2 separate regions of the Mus musculus genome follow, and region 2 is linked to region 1. The links are chromatin contacts, called in public promoter capture Hi-C maps. All regions are on one chromosome and are shown on one strand. The core of a region is the stretch at or near the end of the contact, and the rest is flanking DNA. Distances in the headings are between cores, read along the strand shown.

The links. Promoter capture Hi-C pulls out the DNA fragments that hold promoters and counts their contacts.
Region 2: a promoter capture Hi-C map of hippocampal neurons shows a contact between it and region 1, with 2.1 times the contacts expected there. A contact is called at or near these places in 18 of 39 promoter capture datasets (the 3T3-L1 cell line, the C10 cell line, the HPC-7 cell line and 10 more), 1 of 484 Hi-C or Micro-C datasets (cerebral cortex), 4 of 130 datasets of targeted methods (SST interneurons, bone marrow-derived macrophages, embryonic stem cells and 1 more) and 3 of 9 other capture datasets (adipose tissue, liver and pancreatic islet).

The regions. Positions count from the first base shown.
Region 1 is chr19:10,301,045-10,307,706 of GRCm38.p6, reverse strand. Dagla (diacylglycerol lipase, alpha) reads left to right here and starts at 2,830. Exons shown (of 20, transcript NM_198114.2): 1 at 2,830-2,886.
Region 2 is chr19:10,401,333-10,407,994 of GRCm38.p6, reverse strand. All of the region lies in intron 1 of Syt7 (synaptotagmin VII), which reads right to left. Among named protein-coding and RNA genes, the nearest start is that of Syt7, 16 kb to the right of the region's middle.

The DNA of each region.
Region 1 (6,662 bases), core at 1,581-4,080:
CGCCAAGCTGAACCAGGCGGGAAGGTACTCTGAAGAAAAGCCAAACATGGCCTTGGGACCACACCAGGACAGACAGACCCCAGAGTGTGTGTGTTCAGAGCCAGCCACCCTTTGTGGCTGTTCCTTGCCAAGGGTATCAGAAGTAGGAGTAGAAGGGCTGGGCAGATGGCTCCTTTGGCAACATGCTTAGCAAACATGCGGACTTGAGCTTAGATCCCCAGGATTCATGTAAAATCCAGACAGAAGCCGGGCATGGTGGCCCATGGAGAAGCAGAGGCAGGAAGATCTTTGTGACTTTGATGCCAACTTGGTCTACATAGTGAGTTTCCAGGACAGGCAAGCCTAAATAGAGAGGCTCTGTCTGGAAATGGCCCGGCGCCAGGGAGACAGAGACAGGAGGATTCCTAGTGCTCACTAGCCAGCCAGTCCAGCCAGTCAGTGAGTTAGAGAGTCCTGGTCCAGTGAGAGACAGTGTCTCAAAGAATAAGATAGATAAGGTAGACAGTAACACAAACACACACACACACAGAATGAGACAGACAGACTCCAGAGACCCTATGCACTGCCACTGAAGGCCTTGAAGGATTAAGACTTAGGTCAGCCTGCTAGCCAAATGAGACATGGCCAGAAGGCAAAGAGGACTAAGGAGTCAGAGGTAGGAAGTCATGGACTCCTTCCAGGAGTTCAAAAGCAGCTGCAAAAATAATGCCTGCAGCCTCTACCTGTGCTTCCTTGTTCCTCAGTCACATTGCTGAATTCTAAATAATTAACTAATTCCTTTTGTCTGTTTGGGGGTTGGTGATTGCACCCGGGATCTCATGTATGCTCAAAATAGAGCATTAGATGTTTAGTGTCTGATGGGAATGATCAAGATTGAAATCGCTTTTTCTTACCTTTCCCTTTCCCCTTTCCCCTAGTTTCACAATGACAATTTCCCAAACTTTCACATGCACAGAGATCCCCTGAGGGTTTTGTAATCAAGCTAAGATCTTGGGTCTGAGGCTCGGAATTTCTAGTAAGCTTCCCTACGGCATGTCCTTGTCCGTGTCACATACCTAGCTGAAAGAGTTCAGAGATTATGTTAGTAGCAGTGAATAATCCTGGTGTGGGATGCCCTACATGGGGCTCACTGATGCAGCTGACCAAGAACAGGACATCACCTTGAGAATCCCAGTAGTATTAGCCTCCCACATTATAGAACTGGTCAGAACTGGTTTGTCGAGGATTGGATACATGGGGATGATGATGATGGTGATGGTGGTGATGATGATGGTGTGTGTGTGTGTGTGAGTGTGTGTGCGAGTGTGTGTGTGTGTGTGTGTGTGTGTGTGGAACTTGTGTAGTTTTCTATGTGCCGGACAGCTAAGGGGTAGACTGTAGTAGACTATTTAGGGATGGCCACGTGGGCATGCTTTCTCCATTAGGAACTTTGGTGAGTAAGGAAAAGAGCTGATTTTGCAGAGTCCTTTCTGCCTGGCATCAGTTGATCTACCATGGTTCACAGGACCAATATAATTCTTTCTTCCAGGTGTCTGGGACTTTGAAGCAAGAGATATTATCTCCAACTGTGTGGTTTGAATGGACCATGACAATCTAGAGATAACGTCCCTGAACCCAGGCCTCCCCAGATTTCTGAACTTCCTGAGACATCGGGAGCTCCTCTCCAGGAATTCTTGAAGTGCTCATATTTGTTCCCCAAATCCATTTTCTTTACCTAAGCCAGAGCTTATCTTTGCAATAACCGTAGATGCTACCGAATTGCCTGGCGAGGGGCTGAACTCTGCAACGAGGAGAAGTCTGTCCCGGATGCAGGGTTTCACTTTCAGTCAGATGTCCACCTATGTCCTCCAGGCCTACAGAACAAGTCAATCATCCTGACGTCATTCTCAGAATGACGTCTGAGCCCAGGAAACATTTCACACGCTTGCTTTCTGCGTTACTTTCCTTTCGACCTCTCATATCTTTCTGCTCGACTTTGGAGACTTAACTGATTGCATCATCATGACCGCTAGATCCAATCTTACCTATGACCCCCTGTGCAGCTGCAGCTCTTAGCTTAGCCCCCATGTGACCTGATATCTCTAAGGGCAAGCCTGCTCCCACCCACTCCCCAGACTCAACCCAGAACACCAGCATAGCTGTGTCCCTGCCAAAAAGCAGCTTTCAGGAAGGCGAGTTGAGCGACTTGCGCATGAATGGATGGGCGTGTGTGAAGGAGAACAGGAGGGGCGATTTTCTTCATTTATCAGAAAATCAAAATTGATCAAACTCCCCTTTTGCTGTCAGGCACTATGCTGGGTGTTGAGGAGGGTGAGAGTAGGGGGGAAGAGGAGGACATAGATAAAGATGTGTCCCAACTCCTCAAGACGCTGCTAGGTCCCCTGAAGGAGGTGGAACCCATCTCTCTCCTTTCCTCCCCCAAACAAACCAGTTCTCCGGTGATCCTACTTGCTATTTTTCATCTCCCACGCTAAACCCTGTCACGCGGGACCTGAAGGAGGGGAACCCAAGCAGCTACCGTGCCCCTGTTCAGTGCCCACGGTCCAACCCCTTTCGTCTGCCCACGGAACCCCCGTGGAGGCCTCAGCCCCGCGCCCACCGCCCCCACGCGCGGGGATCCAGGGCTCCACCACCTCGGGCCTGCGCGCCTCTCCCCTCCCTGGCGCTAGGGGGCGCTGCCGCCCCACGGCCGTCGCCATGGTCACCGCTGGCGGCGGAGTGGGGTTTACGTAAAGGACGCAGCGTCCCCCGGGGGGCGGAGGCGGCCTTCGCGCCGGCGCCGGCGCCCTGCGGAAGCAACGTTAGTGAATAGGGGCCTTGGGGAGCCCAGGATGGAGGTGGCGGTCGCAGTGGCCGCGGCGGGCCGAGCCCTGCGGCGGGCCGGAGGTAAGGGGGCCCGGGCCGAGTCCCGGGCGCAGGAGCTCTGCGAGCGGCGTGGCGGGCTGGGCAATGTCCACTGCGCGCGGTGGCCGGTCCGACAGGTCCGCGGGCGGAGGTGCGGCTGCCACGCGCGCTCGTGGCAGGTGTGAGGTCCGCGGAGCCCCGGGCCACCGGCGTGGGGATGGTGACACGCATGGCACGGGCGTGGGCAACGTGGATACAGCACGGGCAGCGTGATTTTTCCTGGCGAGGGTGTCAGAAGACTCACCCCCGCCTTGGTGTAGCGGTGGCCGCCCAGGTGTGAGGAGGGTGCACCCTCTGTACAGGAGGGCGATGCACGCAGCTGGTGCTGGTGGGTGGCCAGCTGATGCTGGGCCGTGATGGTGCGGTGGGCATGGGTGTGAGAAAGTGCTGCCATTGCTTGGATGTTGGTTGGCATGGTTCTGGCCTTGGGCTTGACATGGTTTGGAGTGATGGTCCTGGGGGCTTAAAGAATCAATGTCCTGGGCATGACTAGTGGCTCCGGCCCTGCTGTGAGAAATGGCCTTGGCTTAGCGCAGTGCCCTGGAATGACTAATACTGTGAGGGAAGACAGGTGGCCCTCAGACCCTGGTAAATAAGAGGGTAAATACCCACCCTTACAGGGAGATCAGTAGGGGCGACGTCTCTGTCATGGGGCTCAGCATTAATGCCTGTTGGTGTGCTGGCCTTGGGGCAGAAGGCTGGAAGAAGGTTGGTGTTTTTTATGATGGATGAGAATAAGAGACACCATGTGTCTACCATGAGGTTCTTGGTTGCTGTCCCAGGTAGAGCTCTGCTCAGTTATGAACCTTTACCTGGCTCATGAGTCCTCCCCCATTTGGAGGAAGATGGGAGGAATAGGTGGTTCTCACTGGTGGTCCTTGTTTCTGATTATAGGAGACTCAGAAGGGTATAGAGAAGTAGCCCAGGCTACGTCGTCCCTGGGCCCTTCCTTTCACTTGGTTGATGGCGGTGCTACTGGGTTTCTGGGAATTGTATCTTTTGGGCTGCGTGGAAGATGGTTCTGTGGCTACTGGGAGTGTTTGGAGATTGCATATATCCTAACTAGTCTTCTGAGAAGCTTTGGAGAAGGTCCCCCATCTCTCTATCTCTTTCCTTCCCTCCCTCCCTCTATCTCTCCCCCCTCCCAGCCCCCATCTCCTTCCTCCTCTCATTGCCACATGATGTCCCACTTCACAGAGCATCAGTGGGCAGACCCCTAGAGACGTTGAAGACTTCAGGGTGTTATGGGTTTCTTGGGGGGGAAGGCACAGAAGTAGAAGCAAAGAGCTGAGCTTTGCATGAGAAGGGTGTTTCTTTGCCAACATGGGTGCTTGGAGAAGCCTCCCTCCTTTGAGGGAACTGAGTTAAGTTCCCTAAAGCTGACATGTTGTCCACTGTCTTTAGAGCCAGATAACTTGAATTCCAGTCTTTGGCTGTGTGACCTTGAGCTGGTGTTGTTACCTTTAAGAGTCACTTCACACAGTGATCCCAGTGGTCCCAGAATGAAGGAGACTGTGCGTGGAGAATTCTATAAGCAGCAAGAGGCTATACGAAGGTCAGGGATTTCCATCAGGGCAAGAGACACAAGGTGGTTGGGAATAGAGGCATGGAATGTGACTGGGGAGGAAGGGAGACATAGGTTGAGGGTTTGTCATGGGAAATTAGAAACCCAGAGGATATATGCTCCTGGTGGGGGGATGTGGGATCTGTTGACACTGTGAGTCAGCTACTGAGCTGGAACCAGGCCCCGGGTCTCCCGAGGACGGTTCTAGTTCTGGACTTGGCCATGGCAAGTGTGGAGTTCTGCTGGAGTGGCCCACACAGGAGGAAGCTCTTTGCTTGGGCTGCACACACACCTCATTATCTGGGAAGGTCTGGGAGGTGTCTGTGGCTGACAGATCTAGGGTATCTGTGTGGGAGGGAGACTTGGAAAGTGTATTTTCTCTTGAGAATTTCCCTTGGTTCTGAGAATGGGAGTGGGGAGCTGTCACGTCAGCATTCTGGAGACCATGGCCTAAAGAAAGTGAACTGGGTCAGGGTTCCTACCAAGTGGTCCTGTAGGGGAGGCTGGGGCTGTAGGGCAGGGGGATAGGGGACAATGAATCCTTTAGACACATGGAGGAGGGAAAGAGTCAATGAGCATCCTTAAGGGTGTATCCCAAGGCTGGATAAATATGGTGAGAAGTCCCAAGATGTGCTTCAACTTCTGGCTGAACACTCTTTCCAGGTGGGGAAGGTGAGGGGAACTGTAAATTGCTCTATTTTGGGCCTTTATCTCTAGCATCCTTGTGAGTGTCCGCCATGACCACGAACTCACTGCAAAAGCTTGTTTCCTGAGGTACAAAGTTTTCTGCTCATGTGTTTCGCCGCAGTGTTGAACAGTAGGTAAAAAGTGTGGTGAGCTGACGTTTCCATGCTGTCCCATAGCTGCCACTTAGGCATAGCCTGGTGTGGTGAGTGTTTTCTTGGCAGTTCCCAGGTTGGCGTGAGGGGTGGCCCTGGCTATCTGCATGTTTCCTGAGGAGCCTTTCTACCTCCGGGGAGATAGTGCTTGGCACTTCACCTCCTGCCTGGAAAGCTTGCTGTCAAACAGATCTATTAAGGAGGAGGCCTTCAGTCTACTTATATCCCCTCCACTTGCCCTCCACACCTCCGTCTGTGTGTTCTGATTTGTGCCTCACCCTTATGTTTTGGGGCTCCAGGGCCCTTTCCAGCCACCCCTTGCCATCTGCTTGGGATGCTGGGACTCAGCACAGTGGAGCTGGGCAGCAGGTGGGATAGATCAGATGATGCTGAGAGGAGGAGTTGGCCTCTGTTCCCCAAAGCAGAGCTGAGCTTTCTGTGCTATCCCCAGGGTTTGAGAATATATTAGGGAGCCTAGCCAGGTGATCAGCTTGGTCATAGATGCTGATTTTTGACAAATCCATCAGACGCAGGGGTCTAGTGACAGACGTGGACCTCGAGGGCAAGGCACTCGTTGGAGCTGAGGTTTTCAACTCCAGTCTTCAGTTTTACTCCTGTTTTCTCTGTCCATGTTTCTCTAAAAATTGCTGTGCTCAGCTCTTGGCATCCTTTCCTTCCTTGGTTCCATAAGTCACGACGTCCAGCTTCTCTGCCTGAGGGCTGCCAGGGAATCCCGCATTACTGACCAGAGATTATTGATCAGAGGCGGGAGCACCAGGTGAGCCTACTGCAGCCAAAGGCGTGGCCTGCTTCCGATAGCCACTCTGTCCCTCGCCTTCTCCTTTCCAGGTCAGACTGGGGACCTCTGCATTCATCACCTGTTGGGCAAGCACTCCATCCGAGTTCAGTTTCTCACCAGAATAGCATAACATTACACTCCAGCAGACTGGGCAACTGGCGCTTGGGGAAGCATCAATGAGCGTGTGGTCAGGGGAAGATAAATCTTTCAGAACCGCGGAATCCAGGACACCCGAGGATGTGGTTACCAGAGGCCAGGGCTAAAAAATGTTTATCTTGATTCTCTTTTTTTCATACCGATACCACTTTGAGTTGGAGTGGATGGGGGTGTATCTGCATGGGCATGGCTTTCCAAGACCCAGGGAGCTGATTTTTGGTGGGGACTGCTTTGCTGCTAAGGAGCCCAGTAAAGATCATGTGGTGGGGACCAGGGTAGCCAGGGGCAAAGGTGTGGTTTTCATGAGGTGCTTCACAGGTTGTGGTTGGGGAAAGCAGGGCAGGGCTGTTTTCACCACAGGGCTCTTCAGAGAGTACACATGTGTGGAGCCACGTGTGCC
Region 2 (6,662 bases), core at 2,340-4,839, 100 kb before region 1:
TTCCTCCCTCCCTCCCTCCCTTCCTTCCTTCTCTCTCTCTCTCTCCCCCTCTTTCTTTCTTGTATTTTTTTGAGGTTTTTAAACTTGTTTATTGTTATTTCATATGCAACCATGTTTTCCTGTGTGAAGGTATCAGATCCCCTGGAACTGGAATTAGAGTAGTGAGTTAGTGTGGGTGCTGGGAATTGAACCCGGATCCTCTGGAAGAGCAGCCAGTGCTCTTAACTGCTGAGCTACCTCCCCAGCCCTCCCATAAGCCTTTCTATATACTGGAACTATGATAGCTCACCATTTGGGTGAGCTCTCTCTATGGCTCTCTATAGATCTCTCATAATTAGCTCTCTATATCCTTTCCACGCTGGAAGTACCTGGAGGGCTGAGACCCCAGATCATGATCTCTGCAGCGAAACATCCACAGAGATGCTGTGGAGATAATTACTAAATAAATGCCTGCAACCATCCAGTTCCAGGAAAGACCTCTTCCCTCAGGAAGCCCTCCCCAAGAACAAAGCAGTGGGTGTCTTTCTCCAAGAAGAACTAACTGACATATCTCATTCCTTTTTCTTGGGCATAGATCTGTTCCCTCAACCAAGGCCATGGAGGTAATGCCCTCTCTTCTTATTGCTCATGTAGCACAGATCATGCTATAGGAGGACTATGGGGTCCACCAGAAATCTACACACAGACTCCCCTACCAAAATTCACTCACATATGTACCCATAGATGGTGACATGCATACTGTCTGTGCCTACTCCTTCTCATCCTTACCTGGACTGTCCCCTTTCCTGGAGGCTCTTCTGCCACCCCCAGCTTGCATGCCACTGATCTTCTTTTTTTTTTTTTTTTTTTTTTTTTTTTCAAGACAGGGTTTCTCTGTGTAGCCCTGGCTGTCCTGGAACTCACTTTGTAGACCAGACTGACCTCGAACTCAGAAATCCGCCTGCCTCTGCCTCCCAAGTGCTGGGATTAAAGGCGTGCACCACCATCGCCCGGCGCCACTGACCTTCTTACCAAGTACTTTCAGTAATAGTTGTTGATAACATGAGTCAGGTCCACAGCCCTCAGTACTTATTTGAAAGCAAATCTCCTTTTGAGGAGTGTATGTGAGACAGGGCTTCTCTGTGTACCTCTGGCTGTCCTAGAACTCAGTATGTAGACCAGACTGGCCTCGAATTCATAGAGACCCTGCTTCTGCCTCTTGAGTTCTGGGACTAAAGGAATGAGGTCACTACACCTGAATGAAAGTAAATCTCTGATGCCCATTTTACAGTGAAGGAAACTGAGAGTCAGAAGGACTCAGAGCCTGCCCTGGAACACATAACAAGAGAGAGATCAAAGCAGATAGGACATGAGGTCTTCAGGACCTATGTCCCATGGCTCTCCTCTATTCTACTCTAGGGATGTTGTTTCTTAAAACACTCCATGGCTAGAGGGAAGAGAGAGACTGGACACTGGATAAAGAAGTTAGGGGAAGGGCTTGTCCTGGCTAGATTTTTGTTTGTTTGTTTTTTGTCAACTTGACACAAGCTAAAATCATTTAAGAAGAGGGAACCTCTACTGAGAAATGCCCCCACCAGACTAGCCTATGAGCAAGCTTGTGGAGCATTCTCTTAATTAATAATTGATGTCGGAGGGCCCAGGCCACTGAGGTGCTATCCCCTGGGAGGTAGCCCTAGACAGTACAAGAAAGCAAGCTGAGGAAGGCATGGAGAGCAAGCTAGTAAGCAGTGTCCCTCCATGACTTCTGCCCCTAGGTTCCTGACTTGAGTTCCCGCCCTGACTTCTTTCAATGATAAACTGTGCTATGGACCTGTGAGATAAAAATCAACCATTTCCTCCCCAAGCTGCTCTTGGTCATGGTGGGTTTTTTGTTTGTTTGTTTGTTTGGTTTTATTTTTTGAGACAGGGTTTCTCTGTGTAGCCCTGGCTGTCCTGGAACTCACTTTGTAGACCAGGCTGGCCTCAAACTCAGAAATCCACCTGCTTCTGCCTCCCAAGTGCTGGGATTAAAGGCTTGTGCCACCACTGCCTGGCTTTGTTTGTTTGTTTGTTTTTTGTTTTAACCACAACAATAGAAACCCTAACTAAGACAGGTCTCCTTCTCAAGAACTGCCCAGACAGAGCCATAGCTGACTTTCCTCAGCACTTCAGACCCCCCTCTGGCATAGGTTGCTTACAGATCTTCCCCCAGGTGCTGGCCTGATAAAGCATTCTCAATTGGTAGAGGCTCAGAAGAAGTCCCAGAAGAAGCTGGGGCCAGACGCTGGGCTAGCTGGGAGTGGAAAGAACAGAGTAGTCTGAGACCCTGCCCAGAGCTCTGTCACTGGTACTGATTAGGGCACAGACACTATGAGAAAGGGGGAGAGGGAGAGAGAGGAAGAGGGGGGGGAGAGGGGGAGAGAGAGAGAGAGAGAGAGAGAGAGAGGAAGAGGGAGGGAGGGAATGAGCGAGAGTGAGCGCAGAGTGTTGGGGGTGGTTGGGTCTAGTCTGCCAGCACCTTCCCATCCTGAGCCCACCTCCTCCCACCTGATCCTGCACTAGGCAGTGCTTCCCTCAGCCCCCAGGATGCCGTTCAAGGCAGAAAACCATGAAAGCTGGAATCAGGGCTTCCCACATAAAGCCCCCTTCCAAATGAATGCTGAGCATATGGAAATTGGGGAGGGGCGGCATTTACAAGTAGACTGAGCCTACCAGCCTGGGGTAGGTGATGTGGACATGGAGAAGGGACATTTGGGGTACTTGTGTCACCTCCCTTCTTCCTCTAACCCAATACACACCAGAAAGCCAAGATGTGGTGAGAAAGGAAGACAGAACAACTGAGCCAAACCCTGAAGCCCAAGCAGGCAGGCAAAACCCTGCTGCTTGGCATTCGGTAGAATTTTATGTCCTCTCTTCACTCTGAAAATCCTCCTTCCAGGCCACCCACCTTGGAGCCTGGCAGCTCTCTCCTTGCAAGGGGAAGAGAAAATGAGATGGGTGGGAGAAAAGGAAAAGGAAAAGGGGGGGGAGAGAGCCCAGCATGCCTTTCCAAGGAAAGCTGGATCTTGCCCTCCCCCATGCCCTCCTGGACATCCTCCCTAAGCGTCCTTCAGGAAGCCCACAACACCTTGGGACTCACCTGGGGCAAGAACAAGAGAAAGCCTGAGGGGAACTGTTTTGGAAAGTTACAAGTAACTGAAAATAGGGGCTTAACACAAGCAAGTCTTCTCAACCTTGACTGTAATAAAAACAGATAATGCGTGAGTGAGCTAGGGCGAGCATGCTGGCAGGGGCCGCAGAGGCCGGCTGCATGCAGACAGTTTAGAATTCAGAAGAGGTGCCAAGTGAGTAAACAGCGAATGGAGGATTATCCGGATGGGCCAGGAGCTGGTCCAGCAAGAACTGGATAGGAACACGTCAGGATGCACAACACTCAGACTCCTCCGCAGGGGGTGAGGCCTGCGAGGCAAGCTACAGGGTCTTATCCACACCTTCCCTATTTCTGCTCTCTCTTTGGGCAGACATCATCACGGCCTGGGGAATAACAGCTCACATTTGTACTGTGTGGAACAGTTTGTGGAGTGCTGGACAGCTTACCAAAGGTTTCACATCCATTACCGCACTTAATGGAGGTCAGGAGGGCATCCTCTGTCCAGTAACCTCCTCCCCACACCACAGCCACTCTCACCTCCCACAATTCCTGGCTTAAGGAGGCATGGAATTGCTGTGTGCTGGCCTTCAGCCTCAAAAGAATAGGAAGGGAGACAGGCCATCTGCAGATCACAAAGATCTGCCGAGGCCAGAAGCCACCGGGATCAAGGCCATTCAGGATGGACAGGTTCAAGTGTCAGATCTGTGTAGGGTATCTAGCCAAGTGATCCAGGAACCTGCTGCTCTCTCTGCCCACCTTGTTCCCAAAGCTGATGAGCTGCCTGGGTAGCCATGAAAACGATCACATCCATCAGACAGCAGGAACCCAAGAAAGGAGGAGCTCACAGGAAGGGCCTCTCCAGCAGGAGTGTGGAGCGGGGGCAGGGTCAGGGATGTGTGATGATTAAGTACAAGCCATGACCACTAGTTACTCCTATGAATAATGCATTGTTGTGCCTTGGCCTAAATCAGCATCTTATTGTTATTAATAATACACGGCAGCTCAGAGGCCGGGGCTGAAACGCTACGTTGTATCTCATTGGAGGATCTCAGAGCACTGCACAGTTCTTCAGTACTGATGACTCAGCTCCACCTCCCCAGGCTATAGGCTTCGTTATGGGCCAGGAAGGGCACCTGTCCTCTCTGACTTCCTCCCACCTGAGGCTTGGAGCCACCAAGGCCACAGGAGGACTCACTCATCCATCCTGAATTTCAAATCCTCGGCTAGGGTTTGGGGTGGGGAGTACACTTAATCTTTGCCAGCTCAAGGGCTCTTGAAGAAGCACCTTCCAGAGATGTTTAAGAAGGAAAGAGGTAGTTAGAGAGGGACTCCACACTGCTGGGGATCTGAATCCAGCTCTACTACGCATCAGCTGTGTGACCTTGGGCTACTCACTCACCTCTCTGTTCTCAGCCTTGTCGCTAGACCTTAGGGTGTTTGAGATTCCCTAGTGTGTTATTTCACTATATTACAAGATATCGGTCACAGGGTTAGTGATTTGGAAGACTGAGTGACTCGGTGCTTTGGTGCTGCCCTTGGTACTGAAACAGATGTGGCCCGGATATCCCTGTCCTTGGTGCTGAACACTCCTCTGTCTCAGAACTGTGACCTCCTCTACTCCGCCCCTCTGATTGTTCCTAGAGAGGAAGACGCAAGAGACTAGAACCTTCTCACAATTACAGTGCTGTAGCTTTCTCTTTGTCAGTTCCTTCCTGACCAAACCCCAGCTGAAGCCATGAGAAGACCTCCAGAACTCCTTTTCTTTAGATGGTGTGGTCCCATCGAGTCACAAGTCTCTCCGCCAATACAAAAGACCGCACCCACTTCCCTCTAGGGCAGCCTGCCACACTGCCTCCTGGTGGCAGTCTTGGAACCTGCACTCAGAGCAGGAGCACAGAAGGTCCCCAGTGGTGGTGCAGGAGCACAGGGAAGAAGCGGCAGACGGCTTGGCCCCCGCCGCCCCCTCACCGCTCCCAGGGCAATCTGGCATGCTGAGCTTGCATCATTGCCCAACATAAGCACGCTCCAACTAGTCTGTCCTTGCCTTGGTCTGGTTAGATGCCGTGCTGCCCTGGTCACAATGCAGACTGAACTCAACCAAACTGCACCAAGCAAAACTTGCTATTTCCTCCTCTAGGTGGTGGGTGGTGTTGACTTGACAAACATCAACCTTTCCTCCCACTACGTGGCCAGAAAATGCCTATAATTTGCTTCCCTCGGGGCAGAGGCTCCTTACCTCACAGCCACCTGAAGGAGATGCTTCTCCCAGCCCTTCCCTAGACTAAAGTGAGGAGCTGGGCGGGGCCAGAACCACAAGACACTCCTAGTCTACAGGTGAGAGGAGTGTTCAGCACCAGCTACTTTATGAAGTAGCTGTGTTTGGTGACTCTGAATTGTTTGAAGTTATCCTGGCTGCCTGGAGAAATTCCCCCAAGCACCCAAAACAAAAGGCAGGGATGGGAGCTAGGGGCACAGCTCAGTTGGTAGAGTGCTTGCTTAATATGCACCAGGTCCTAGGTCTGGTTCCCAGCGCATCATAAATGGGGAACAACGGTTTGCACCTGTAATTTGGCATTCAGGATGTGGAGGCTGGAGGATCAGGAGACCAGCTTGGGGATACCTGAAACCCTACTTCAGAATGAACAAACAAAGCAAAGCAGATGAAACCACCATAGACAATACTGAACCACGGCTTCTCTTCATTCAGGGAAGGAGTGAAGTCAATTTACTTTAATTACAGTAAAGCTATCTAGTACCATTCATTGGGCACTTGTTACATGCTAAGCACCGCACTAAGAGCTCTGCAAACATCACATCCTCTAGCCTTACAAACACTCGCAGGAGGAAGCATCATGCTCAGCCTCCTATATGTGAAGAAAGTGGGGCTTAAAGAGCTGGAGCCATCCATCCCCTGAGGTGATGCTGCTGGTGGACAAGAACCCTGTCATGGGAACCTGATCTGTCACCTTTACTCAATCAGCTATCTCCCAGTGTTTCAGAGACCTCACTATCCTTTGGGTATCTGCAGGACCACCCTCCTCGTGCCCCACCCTGGCCTCAGCTGAGAGCCACATGGACATGGGTGAGACAGTAACATCTTGCACTCGGCAGTATGTGTAACCTTACTAAGTGTTGTCATAGCCACTGACTAAACTGAACCTCATGACACTGAGGATGGAGGGCAGGCAGGAGTGACCTGGCTTTGACTTTACAGGGGTCAACACTAATGCTCAGATGAATGAGTAGCTTGCCTTAGGTCACATTTTTAGTCAGAACTTAGTTGAGGGTAGCGAGCCTGCTAGCTCAGTGCTTTCTTCCCACTTGCTCATGGCTGGGGTCCTGGCACACAAGGCAGAAAAATCCTTGGGGGCTTCCGTTCCTAAGAGGCTTTCTGAGGCCCTGACCTGGGCTGCTTTCCCTCTCCCCACTCCCCAGGGGCCACCAGCTGGCTCAGCTTTAAGTTGGAGTCTTGGAGTCTCATTCTAAATGGTTTTTTTTCTTCCAGGCAATTACCTCCTGCTAATTAGGAAGC